2 separate regions of the Xenopus laevis genome follow, and region 2 is linked to region 1. A link is a contact called in public Hi-C data. All regions are on one chromosome and are shown on one strand. Each heading gives the region's core, a stretch centred on a gene start, on an enhancer-like site or on the middle of the called end of the contact. The rest is flanking DNA. Distances are from core to core; before and after follow the strand shown.

Evidence for each region. A called contact is a pair of places that touch in the nucleus more often than the background predicts.
Region 2: a Hi-C map of the XL177 cell line shows a contact between it and region 1, with 3 times the contacts expected there. The contact joins two enhancer-like sites. A contact is called at or near these places in 2 of 4 Hi-C or Micro-C datasets (the XL177 cell line and the XTC cell line).

What each region holds. Positions count from the first base shown.
Region 1 is chr9_10L:83,526,579-83,529,774 of Xenopus_laevis_v10.1, forward strand. No RefSeq gene overlaps it. Among protein-coding and RNA genes, the nearest start is that of trpm8.L, 14 kb to the right of the region's middle. Within about 2 kb of position 1,668, at least 1 of the 7 cell types and tissues checked has an H3K27ac peak or open chromatin away from gene starts, as enhancers often do.
Region 2 is chr9_10L:83,714,396-83,717,591 of Xenopus_laevis_v10.1, forward strand. No RefSeq gene overlaps it. Among protein-coding and RNA genes, the nearest start is that of sh3bp4.L, 33 kb to the right of the region's middle. Within about 2 kb of position 1,701, at least 1 of the 7 cell types and tissues checked has an H3K27ac peak or open chromatin away from gene starts, as enhancers often do.

The DNA.
Region 1 (3,196 bases), core at 418-2,917:
TCCACCCCTTTCCAAACACTATATGGAAGTGTGGTAGGAAGTGGTCATTACACCTCTTGGCCAATAACACTGGATATATAAATATAAACTAGATACATGGGCTTGTGCCCAGCAACTAGGGAAAAGGAGGAAGAGTAGGGATTTAAAGCCATATGGGCCTACACACTGAAGCTACAACATTTCAAATGCAGTTGTACTGCATTTGCACCTGTGCTGGTAAATTGCATATAAGTTGCATTACACACTACTTGCTGGTGCCCTGAAGTGTGCTGGAATTTTTGGCAACAATACTGTATTGTGGGTAAAATGAATGAGGTGCCTCTCACAGAGGTGTTTTTATATGCAGAGTTGCACTTTTTTCAGAATCACCTGGAAAGTATGAAACTTCAATGACTGTTAGTGATGCATACTAGCAAAACTGCACACTTTTGTTTGGAGTATAACGGGCATGTGCCCATAAGCAGAATGTGATTTTTGTGTTTGGGGAGGCTGATTAAAGCCATATTCAATGATTTCCAAGGGCCAGTTACATGTATAATACCCTAGAACATATGACTATATACATGCAATGCCAATTACGTGCATCCCAGATGACATAGCAGGTAAATATAGTGCCAACTTTATAATCATGCCTGTTATAATGACATCTCTATTCAGCATGTGCCCATTTGGCAGTTCCAAGAAGCTATAATTTAGTAGCACAAGTTTATTCTAGCTGTGTTGCAGGGATGAAACAATAAGTGGTCCTTGCAAAACACTAGGAAGGTGGGGGTAGAGTTGTAGAGGGACCCAGGGGCCTTTGCACAATGTATTGACCTATTATAGTATATGTTTTTGAACCCGGCTAAGTGGGGACTATTGGCTTCTAGATAAACTACTGTTGTGTATGCAGTGCTGTACATTTCTTATAACACACTCAGCACAACAGTGCAAATATATGCAATGCCAAAGATAAGACTACACAGAAAGATGAAGGTCCTGTCCCATCAGAGCATACAATCTATGTAGTGACAGCAAAGCCAGCACATGACTGTCCACTATTAAAGTATGTGGTCAAATAATTGCCTACACAATACTGCAATGGGCCCTGTAACTACTACATGACCTGTAGTAATAGTCATACTTTATGAGAAAAATGACATTGATACATGTTTGGCAGAGAATGAATCTCCCATTAGATGTACTTATATTTCCCATTAAGTTGGATTTAATTAATACTTTGGGATTCCCATGGGCCATTTTATATTTTCTAAGGATCCATTAGACAATAGATGCAAAGATTGCAGCCCATTTGCGACACACTGCAATAAAAAAGAGGACTTCCATTATAAAAAAAATAAATACTGTTGTATCCTTGTACATAATAGATACAAATAGTTTCATGCAAAGTTTTCATTTTGCGTGTCACTAGTATTTTAAATATCATCACAAAGTTGAAAATTAAGTGCATTAAAATGCCACTAGAGGGAGATGTAGTTACAACCTATAGGGGAATCAGGCAGCAAACTGTTAGCGCATCAAGGCTTCAGTCTCTGCCTTAATATCAGGGGCATAACTGCACCCGGGCCTACACCCCCCTTGGGGCCCTCCGGACGCAGACGCACAGAAAACTGCATCCGGAGGGGGGGCCTGGCTGCACGGCCTGCACACGGGTCCGCCCCCCTCCTTAGTTGTGTTACACTTTCTATAGATTTTACTACTTCCTACCCCTTATCTACATATCATCTCTATCTATCATAGATAGCCTCTGTACATTACCCTTATTTTGAGTGTCAAGGGCTATAGAATAATAAAGGAAAATTTGTTGCTGGAGTGCAGTGCAAAAAGGTGCAAAACTCCTGATGTTAGCATCAATAGGATTGGGCGCATTCTTTGTTCATAAGTAGTTTGTGGCAGTTGTCATTTAACCACCATAAAGGCACTGTTTTTTTTTCAAAACAATTTACTCACTAGATTCCAGTTATGGAACACAAATGATACATAAAGATATCAGAGCAATCAGAGTGGTACCTTCTATAAAAGGACATTCGGAACTTAATCTGTTTGATCAGCTGTGCTCTTTTATTTGTTCCATTACTAGCACAAGCTGCCCTTGGTTCTCATGTCACAATAAAGCTGCACCTTCATAGACTCCTAAACTGACTCATTCCTATCTTTCTCACTGCTTGGAATAAATTAAAACACAAACATAACCTGGAAAAGGTAGAAAAGAGTTATTGCTCTGAGCTGTAGAAAGGGAAAGGTGCCACCAAGAAATATCCCTGAAGACCAGTTCAACACTGGGCAACCACCGCATTAGCTAGGAAAGCACGGGATCCAACACTGGGTAAGCACTAACTTCTTCATAAAATATAAAGGAATGCAGCACTGACATAACTTCATAGGCCTGGAGTACCCTCTGAATATTTCTTATGCCTTCCCATGCCAAATTGTGGGTCCCCCCATGTATGTTCCTCAATTTTGCATGGTAGACATGCCCATTTCATTTGTTGATGAGTTGATGAGCCGGTCAGTGAGTTAAAAAACGTTATCATCCTGCTGATTAACTGATAAGTGATAAACTTGTTGCATCATTTTAAATGCTAGCCATTCCAACAGTGGTTTATTTTGTATGTGCACAAATGAATGGAGTTGTATGAAGAGTGATATTTGGATTGATTAACCAGAAGCATATCCTTGGATATGCTCTCACAGTTATCCTTGGATATGCTCTCACAGTTATCTTTGGATATGTTCTCACAGGTTTTGGGGCATGACGCCTAAACATTAACATCACAATTGCATTTCTTGTGAGATGATGCTGGATACAAACTGGTTTTAAACAAGCACCTACAAACAAACTGGAAATAAGCCAGCTCAAAAAAAAAAAAAAAAAGCTAAAAAATAAATACAAAAAGAAAAAATTACAATACTGGGTGCCTGACATTTAACAATATAGTGATTGGTGTAAGCTCCTTCCTAAGATATGTTTTATGATGATGTTATTGTTGAATGGTTAGAACTTTAGGGTAATATATCTTTGTATGTATATATAACTTTATTTGTAAAGCTTTGTTAAGGAGCCGCATAAAAGTACAATAAATATAAAAGTATACACAGGGGAGACAAATCACATAATCAATATACACAGAATTCATATCAAGACAAAGTGCTATGTGGTAAGAGACATAGTGGGACGGACATCCCTGCGCCGTAG
Region 2 (3,196 bases), core at 451-2,950, 190 kb after region 1:
AACAAGCCTATTGGTTTAGTTAAATGGGTGATTCACCTTTAAGGTAACTTTTAGTATATTATAGAATGGATAATACTAAGCAAAATTTTAATTGGTCTTTAAAACCAATTGTTTATTTTTTATAGTTTTTGAATTATTTGCCTTCTTCTTCTGATTCTCTTTCACAAGGGGGTCACTGGCTCCATCTAAAAACAAATACTCTTTATGGCTACAAATGTATTGTTATTGCTACTCTTTAATGCTCATCTTTCTATTCAGGCCCTCTTCTATTAATATTCCAGTCTCTTATTCAAATCAGTGCATGGTTGCTAGGGTAATCTGGACCATAGCAATCAGACTGCTTAAATTGTAAACTGGAGAGATGCTGAATAAATATGTTTCTTTGACAACCACTTTAATCCAATATTTATAATTGTTGCACCACACAATTATGGGACAGCCATAGGCTAAAAGGTGCTACTTGAATATGATGTGAACTATATAAAAAGTGGAACACCTATTCAATGCCACAGTATGTTTTATTTGTGTCCAACAGAGGGCACCTGAGCTCTTTTTAACCCACACAGCAAAGGAATTGGCTACAAATTGTTTGAATCTTTCTGAGAGCTGTATGTGAACTAAATCTTTACTTGTTCTTAAATTAATATTGTATAATACCATAGGGCATCCACTAGAGAGCCTTTAGAATACAAAAAAGTGTAGTTGATTTAAAGTAGCGTGCCACTGCATGTTTCAGACCTGGCAGGGCCCTGCTTTAGGTACATGTTACAGAAAAATGGCCTTATTAAGTCCAAAAAGTTAATTGTAAAGAAATTGCAAGGCCACGAAATACTCAAATTATTTATGTGTGCAGTAGCCCTTCAGCAATATACTTTGTTCTCCATAATTAATGATTAATGATTAATGATGTCATCATCATTTCTGGTGTTCAGTGATGTCACTTATGTCGCACAACTCATCTAGGCATCTTCTTGCATTTATATGATCAAAAACTTCTTGGTGACTTCTTTATATTTTGCAGTAACAGGTTATTTTCTATATACATGTATATAGAGCATCTAAAAAGAATCATCAAGTCTAATTACCACAATATTTATTTTCACAGACCATGGAGACAAATGTAGCTCATAATCCTGAATCTAGGATACATTTCCACTGTGCTTATTATTTTCCTCTAACTTCAACTTATTTTTCTTTTAGAAAACAATTGATAAGAAAGCAGATGTATCATGGTTTAAATATGCCAAAAGCTTCCTGGTTTCCCTCTGAACGTGTGGATACTTGCATTGGAGACATTCTGTGCTTTACAAACAACATCATACTAGGCTTTACTTGAAATCATTAATCCACTAATTCAGTTTCAGCAATTTCCCATGTGTAGGTTGATTCATATCAAACTCATGAAAACAAAACACATTGAATGCAGCCTGGAGATAGTGATAACATCTGGTCCAAAAACCATACAAGACTCCCTATGGCAAATAAAATCACACTGTAGAAGAGGTGAATTGTTCTTCTACAATTGTTTTGTAACACTATCTATTAGGTAGGTGAACAGCAAAGGATCATAAATAGTCAAACAGAAAAATGAACAACAATAGTGGGGAAACCTGAAACTGGAGATGGCCTTTCCATGATAAAAGGTTTGTCACTAAGAAGTGTGTAATGCAGATTCTTCTATTGTCCCATGGAACTTCCACAACTACAGTATCTACAGAACTGGACATGAACATCTCACCTATACAGGGAGGATCTGCTTCTCTGCACATAGGACTGGGCACGCACTAATTTGCCCATATTATACCCTCGCCCCCAACATTATAGAGAGCACAATTGGCTCAGTAATATTGTGATATTCTTCAGTAATGTGATCATTTGGAGGGATGTCTGAGCATTCACATTTTGTGCCATTTGGCTACAGGCATGGAGGTTGAACTACAGTTATTATGTGGACGAGAATGAACAAATGCCTATTAAAGGCACATTACATTATAGATAGTAAATAATGCACACCTAATGTAAAATATATGGATATCATATGGCTCATTTATGACCACAGGTGCAGTTGTCCACTTTGTGACTGCAACAACACTGTAATTTTGGGGGAAATACAACATTATGGGGGCGGGGGCATGGAAATTGCACTCAAAATTGCACATAAATTAGCCCTGTTATGTCACTGACACATTCAGTGACCATATAAAGGTGCTGGTTTTTGTGTGAGTTGTAGTTGCATAATTTTGGGCTCATGGCATTACAATTGCATTAGCATGTGATTCTTTTTTCCAAGTCTGCAAGCCTTTATGGAAAATCAGGTTTAATTCAGAGACCACTTTAATTTCCTTTTATTATTACCATTTTTACATACTTTAGAATGGTTGTGGCTATTTATTCATATAAGCTCTATATTTTTTGCCTGTAAAAAAAATAACAACAATATTTGCTTATTGACTGCATGTATATTACCAAGTTCTTGATATATACATTTTATGCATATTCATTAGTAAAACAGGCTGGTTGAGAGCAAAGGCTATGGGCTAGTCAGAACCTGGTGGAGTAAAGTGAATCCTGACACACCTAAATCAAAGCGCTGTGTGTGTGGTTTTGTTCTAGTGAATACAGTGGTGCAGCTCTACAGTTATGGATCCTATGGAAAAATGTGTTAAACCAACCCAAACCGTAAGTGTGTAAAATGGACACCCAAATTAATCTGGACCACACTAGGCCCACTTTATACCTGGCCTCTTAGAAGCCACTGGGTCCGTTAACCTTACTGTTAAACCCTGAATACCATGTAAATCACCTATGGGAAATTAAATAACATGACATGACCTACCAGTTTCTTATTTATATATATAGTGTAACTTTGTCCTTATCTGCTGCCATTATATAAAAAGTTGAGTATGTTCCTTCACTTAAGGTATATCTCCAGGCAGCACTGAATCCCTACAAGAGTTGGCTAGAGTTGATTTGGAAACATAATTACAAAAATGTGTTCTAGCTCGATGTACTGTGAAGTCTGAACAGGAATAGGGGAAAATGCAGGGGTTTATTGTGATTTGCAACCATACACGGTATTACATTAGCAAGGAGTTTTGGCTGGCCTATATTGATTAGGATACTGGAAAATAAATCCTGTTTGGGTGCAAAAATCCAATTATATTTCCAGATAAGATTCAGTTGTGTTCCTGCAGGT